Regions from separate parts of the Mus musculus genome. Here region 2 is linked to region 1. A link is a contact called in public HiChIP or PLAC-seq data. All regions are on one chromosome and are shown on one strand. The core of a region is the stretch at or near the end of the contact, and the rest is flanking DNA. Distances in the headings are between cores, read along the strand shown. Region 1 has its middle 27 kb from the start of Kcmf1. Region 2 overlaps Dnah6 (dynein, axonemal, heavy chain 6).

Region 1 (3,129 bases), core at 282-2,781:
TACAAGAGTTGCCTTGGCCATAGTGTCTCTTCATTGCAATGAAACCCTAGATAGAAGTTGGTACCAGGAACTGGGGTATTGCTGTGATAGGCCTGGCCGTGTTTTTGTTTGGAAGAATGTGGATTTTGGGACTTTGGATTTGGAAAGCAGTGGAATGCTTTAAGTGGGGTTTAATGGGCCATCCTAGTAAGAATATGGCATCACTGATGCTGAGTGTGGCTTGAACTGTGGGGGTCTTGCTTCAAAAGTTTCAGAGGAGAAGAATGTTAGTATATGGCCTAAGACTGTTTTTGGTGAAGAATATGGCTACTTTTTGTTGTCTGAAGAGTCTTCCTAAGGAATCAGATTAATTGCATTGACAAAGGAAAGTCTCATAAAAGCCCATACTTATAGTGACACACTTCTTTCAACAAGGCCACACCTACTCCAACAAGGCCACAACTCCTAAGAATGCCACTCTCTGAGTCAAGTACATTCAAACCACCACAGAGCATCTCGCCACCCCACTTCCCCATCCTTTTTTTTTTTTTAAAGACAAGGTCTTGTGTACTCCACGCTGTCTCTAAGCCCCCTGAGATATCATTGCTAACCTTGACCTCCTGATTTTCTTGCCTCTACTTTCCAAGAGCTGTGATTACAGGTGTGCACAAGCCGATTTATGTGAGTTGCTTAGATCAGATTGGCCTATGGGCATGTCTGTGGGAAACTGTCTTGATTAATGATGGATGTGGGAGGGCCAACCCACTGTTGGCAGAACCATTCCCCAAGTAGGCGTTTCTGGGTTGTCTAAGAGGCTGGTTAAGTTAGAGCCTTGACAGAGAGGAGTAAGCCAGCAAATGAACCAGCAAGCATCATTCCAGGGCAGCCAGGGCTACACAGAAAAACCCTGTCTCAGAAAACCAAAACTACAACAACGACACTTCATCAGACTGTTACCACATTGGAACATGGAATTTGTGGTGACTTAAATTTTTGTTCCTGGGTCATGATCACTCAGATTTGACTCCAGAATAAAGTATCTCCTATTTCCTGTGAGATTTTTGTGTGTTTGTTTTTGTCTGCTCAGTACATAAGTTTGTATCCTACTTAAAACTGAATACTTTCCTGATCATAACTACTGTTAGCTCAGTCTGTGATCCATAGTTGCTCCCAGCTGGAAATGGGTATTTGGAGTGATCCTTGGGGCAGAAAGGTGGGTTTCTGAAAAGCCAGATGAGCCTTGATTGTAGCTAGAGGCAGGGTCTGAGGAGGGTGGGGACAGAGAAACCAGCTCAGCGACTTCTTGTTCAGGCTTTGGAATGCTTGAGCTTCTGTCATCTAGCAGCCTCGGCACTGGCCAGATTGCTCCTTTGTTGAGGGTCCCTTTCTCATGCCAGGTTCCTGGGATGTGGGAGGAGTCTCACATCAGCTGTGGCTGAAAGAAGATCCCTGCCAGTGAATGGGCAGGAGCCACACCCAGCCGAGGTAAGTTGAAGTGGGAGGGACCTCGGTGGAGTGAGTCACACTTGAGTCACCCCAAAGTGACTCAGAGCCGGGAATGGAATCTCCTGCTGGGAGGACAGTGGGACAGGAAATTCCAGCTGGCTGAAGGGAGGGATAAGGGCTAGGGATGTCGAATGCCAAGTTTATGAACAAAGGGGAGTTTGAGGAGCAGGGAGAGGAACCCTCAGAACTTGCCAAACAGGAAGTCATATCTGGACAGCAGGTGGGGGCAAGGCAGCTTGCCCCCACCTGCTAATGATCCGGGGTCCAGGTGAGAAGTCGAGAGGGCCTGAGTGCTGACCACAGTGCATAGACAAGGCACACCTCAGGCTCCATACTGGCCCAGGCCCCAAGGAACCTCCCATGCTAGTGTAATCCTCTCTTGCTGTCTACTATGGCCATTCGATCTCTTGAAGTCTTCCCACACCCAACCTGACACTCAACAAACCCTAGGGATGTATACTGGCAGTATGTCATTATGATGCTATAGTAGCTTTGGCTTTTTTTCTGTTTTCTTTTTTCCTTTTCTAAAGCTAAAGTGTCACTCTGTAGCCAAGGCTGACATGGTTGGGAACTCCCTATGGAGGCCAGGATAACCTAGGCCTCACAGGAATTCGCTTCTCTTTTGCCAGTGCCTCTTGGGAACTGGTATGCTACTAATCCTGGCTTAATGATTTTTTTTTTTTTTAAATGTAGGCTTTAGGAATGAAAACCTTCCTGTTTTCATTGTTAATACTTCTCCTTTGGTCTTTGGCTGGAGAGATGGTGTAGTAGAGCCCACACTGTTCTTACAGAGGATGAGTTTGATGCTCAGAGTCCATGTCGGATTTCTTACTATTGCCTGTAACTCCAGCTCCAGGAGGATCTGATGACCCCGCTGGCCTCGGTAGATACATGCACATCTTTTTGCTGTTGTTGCTTTTGAGACAGGATTTCTGTGTAGCCTTGGCTATCCTGGAACTTGTTCTGTAGACCAGGCAATAATCCTATTTGTCAAAAATAAGATCACTACCACACTTTCAAGCCAAATTTGAAACAATCTTTAATTAAATACTGGCCAGGTTACTGGACTCTAGCCAGGCCCACACCTGAGTTTTAAGGAAAATGCTCCCAAGTCACAGTTTTCAGATGCTTAAAAAGGCAAACCCCACAATTGACCTTCTATCCATCAGGGGCAAGTGTACATTCTGATGTAATTCTTGCCCACATGGGATCAAGTCCATCTGGTGCAAATGGCTCAAACACACGTAGGACAAACAGGAATATATTCTTAATTGCAAACAGAACTCAACCTGTAAGGTCTATTTTTCCTGTTGTGGTCTCACACAGGTTGGCCTTGAACTCAAAGAGATCTGTCAGTCTCTGTCCCCGAGTGCTGAGATTAAAAAAGTGTACCACCACTGCCTGGTCAATTAAAAAAGAAAATTAAATCTTCTAAAAAATCTTTTAACTACATTTTAAAGTTTACTTTTATTTTATTTATTTATTTTGAGACAGGGTTTTACTATGTAGCCTTGGCTGGACTGGAATTCCTATATAGACCAGGCTGAACTCACAAAAAATCTATTTGCCTCTGCCTCCCTGAGTGCTGGAATTAAAAGCAGGTACCACTACATTAGGCCTAGCTTGTGTGTGTGTGTGTAAACG
Region 2 (3,129 bases), core at 270-2,769, 280 kb after region 1:
TCCCCTGTCAATAAAAGCCACCTGGGCTGCGGGGCGTCCTCCAGGGGTATCCATTTCCAAATGAAGAAACCCCCTGCATGCAGGAAATTCAGCTGAATCGACATCTATTCTGTCCCAGCACACACATGGCAGCTCATCTCCTTCCTCAACTCCAGGAGATCCAACATTCTATTCTGTCCTCCTTGGGTACCAGACATACACACACAGTGCACAGACATGTATTTAAGCAAAGCATTCATACCTGTTAAATAATATTTTTTAGAGCTGTGAGCCCACACTGACATCTTAGAGAAGAACATGTATTCTCTAAGAATGGTGATAGCAAGTAAGGCTATGGGACAATTTTAATATCAGAAAGCAGCCTCTTGTTGATTTAAAATACCATGAATTTTTAAAAGCCAGGGAGCATTGGAGATGGCTCAGCAAGTAGAGGAACTTGCTTCCAAACCTGGTATCCTGAGTTCACTCCTTGGGGCCTACCTGTTGGAGAGAGCTGACCCCATATGCCTGCTGACCTGCATATGCCTCTCCCATTTGGCACATGTCCCCCAAAAATGTAATTTTAAAAGTGTAAGTAATTAAAGATATTCTAAGAACATTTTACATCTTGCAGGGAACTGTTCTTGATTGTGAGCCAAGGTATCCGAGAGTGAAGTGTTATGATGTCCGCAACCCACTTTAAGTGACAAAGCAACAGGCACACATGGGTGTGTGGACAGGCGTAAAGTAAATGGAACAATTCTTGAATCTGGGTGGGAGGGGTGTAAGCTTGTGCACGGTTCCTTCGGCATTTCCATATATTTGGAACTTCGGATAAGGGAGAGTACCATGCTGCAGTCTCTATGCAAGGAGAGAGAGACTGCAGTGAGGTGTGGGACACTGGGACACTGGGACAGTCTGTGGTTCCCAGGAGAGGGAGCTTGTACCTGGATTTCAGCCAGCCAGTCCCTGCTCCCTCTCCTAAAGACCCTGCTAACATCTGTAACATTGATTCTTCTGAAAACAGACTTTATTCTGGGCCAGCGAGAGAGCTCAGTGGATAAGGGTCTTTGTAGCCAAGGCTTAAGACCTGCATTTAACCTCTGAACCCATACGTTGGAAGGATAGAACCTATTTTCATAAGTTATTCTCTGGCGTCTAAATATGTTTTATGCATGTGTGTGTGCATGCACACACATAGTCTATGTAAAAATATTTTTGTTAAATTAGGGAAAATTCAACACTGTTAATGCTGCTTATTATATTTCTCTTTGAGGTGTTTATCTACAACTTCTCATAATAAAATAGAGACAGAAAAATTTTAACATATTGTAAACCAGTTCACAAAAACCGATAGTGAACAACAACTACCCTAAGTACAGAAATCCTGAAGCCGTTATTAAAATCAAGAATAAGGTCATCAATATCACTATCACCTTAGTGTTTGTTTTGGTTCCTGTTCTGTTGCTGTAGAGAGGAACATGATCAAGGCAACATAGAGAAGAAAGCATTTAGTTGGGGGTTTGCTTGTGGTTTCAGAAAGAAAGTCCATGACCATCGTGGTGGTGAGTAAGGCAGGAAGTGGGTAAGCATGGCGCCAGGGAGGTAGCTGAGAGTTGTCATCTGACTTGTGAGCAGGAAACAGCGAGAGAGAGAGAGAGAGAGAGAGAGAGAGAGAGAGAGACTTCTGAAGCCTCTAAGTCTCTCAAATTGTTCCTCAAGCTGGAAAGCAGACATTCAAATATATATGGGGACCATTCTCATTCTAACTACCACAGTATCAATTCTTCATTTTTGTCAGGGCACCTAGAACAACTGCCTTAGAATTTGGATCTGGAACATTCCTTAAATGCATATGTGCTGAAGGCTTGGTTCACAACCAGTGATACTACTAAGAAATGGCAGACACCAGAAGCTGGGGCCCACTTGAGTGTTGAGCGAAGCAGGTTGTCTGGGACATATGTTAAGGGTGTGTATGGTCCTCGGCTCCTTCCCTTTTCTTTCTTTCTGCCTCCTGGATGCCACAGCCGCCTCCATCACATGCTCCATCAACACTTTACTCTGCCTTGTTGCAGGTCCAGAGCAGAGCTGGCTGCCCAGGGACTGAAGCCTATGAAGTGTGAGCCTCAGTAAACCTCTTCTCTTTAAGTTCATTTCCTCAGGCATTTTGCCAGGGTGACAGAAACTTATGGAATGAAGATTCAGAAAAAAGCTTTCTACCACAGGCCAGATAAATGTTTTAAGCATTATGGGCCATAGAGTTTCTATTACAACCATATACTTCTGACATGGAAGCAGAAAAGAACTCTTGGGCATTATGCAAATAAATGGATGCGGCAGCCATCAATCCAAAAGATTAGAGTGTTCAATTTGACCTATGGGTCATAGTTTGAAAACTAAATAAATTAATTGGTTCAGTCATAAAGGCAGGAATATTAGAATTAGTTATATCTGTTATTTACATATATATCTGTGATATATATGTATATATATCGAAAACAAAAGCTGAAAATTAAATATGAGAATTTAAAAGGATATTATTGACAATAAACAGAATTCCTTAATTTCATTCTTGTGTATGTGTCTGAGTATGTGTGCACTACATGTGTGTGGGTACCCATAGCATCCAGAAATGGGTGTTGTATCCCTAGAGCTGTAGTTACAGATGGTTGTGATAGGAAGTGAACTCAGGTACTTCAGAAGAGCAGCAAAAGCTCTTATCTGCTGTGTCAGCTCTCCAGACCCCTGACAGGGCCTTCTTTCAAAATAAGGAACCAAATTAAAATAGTCAGCAATCATTTTTACATGAAAAAGACAGGACCTTATTATAGAGAAACTATTTAAGCACTAAAAAAATAATCAAAAATTAAAAGAGCCAAATGGGAATTATGGGAAATATGACATGAAAAATCTTCATCAATATAGAAAATAATTTAATTTAATAAAATGTGACACTTATTTTAATAAAAAATATTAATCAAATATAATATGACTTACATCAACAATATGAATCACTGTAAATCTGTGTGTCCAGCACAAGTAAAGACCCGAGTCCACAAATGTGTGGCTGTGCACACCCTCGCCTCCATTACGATCAGAAAGAATAGTTCTCTTTCTGGTGGGCAACTTGAAGCGCTTTTCCAAGTTATC

What was found. HiChIP or PLAC-seq counts read pairs in DNA pulled down with a chosen protein or histone mark.
Region 2: a contact with region 1 is called in a CTCF HiChIP or PLAC-seq map of the NIH/3T3 cell line, with 10 read pairs. The contact joins two enhancer-like sites. A contact is called at or near these places in 1 of 39 promoter capture datasets (neural stem cells), 1 of 15 datasets of contacts at CTCF or cohesin (the NIH/3T3 cell line), 2 of 484 Hi-C or Micro-C datasets (adipose-derived mesenchymal stem cells and embryonic stem cells), 5 of 115 datasets of contacts at active chromatin or transcription factors (CD8 T cells, DN3 thymocytes, bone marrow-derived macrophages and 2 more) and 1 of 9 other capture datasets (adipose tissue).

Annotation. Positions count from the first base shown.
Region 1 is chr6:72,925,495-72,928,623 of GRCm38.p6, forward strand. No RefSeq gene overlaps it. Among named protein-coding and RNA genes, the nearest start is that of Kcmf1, 27 kb to the left of the region's middle. Within about 2 kb of position 1,532, at least 175 of the 459 cell types and tissues checked have an H3K27ac peak or open chromatin away from gene starts, as enhancers often do. A contact at or near this core is called in the NIH/3T3 cell line and bone marrow-derived macrophages, where this site is marked.
Region 2 is chr6:73,209,097-73,212,225 of GRCm38.p6, forward strand. The region is part of intron 2 of Dnah6 (dynein, axonemal, heavy chain 6); the gene reads right to left. Among named protein-coding and RNA genes, the nearest start is that of Dnah6, 11 kb to the right of the region's middle. Within about 2 kb of position 1,520, at least 106 of the 459 cell types and tissues checked have an H3K27ac peak or open chromatin away from gene starts, as enhancers often do. A contact at or near this core is called in the NIH/3T3 cell line and bone marrow-derived macrophages, where this site is marked.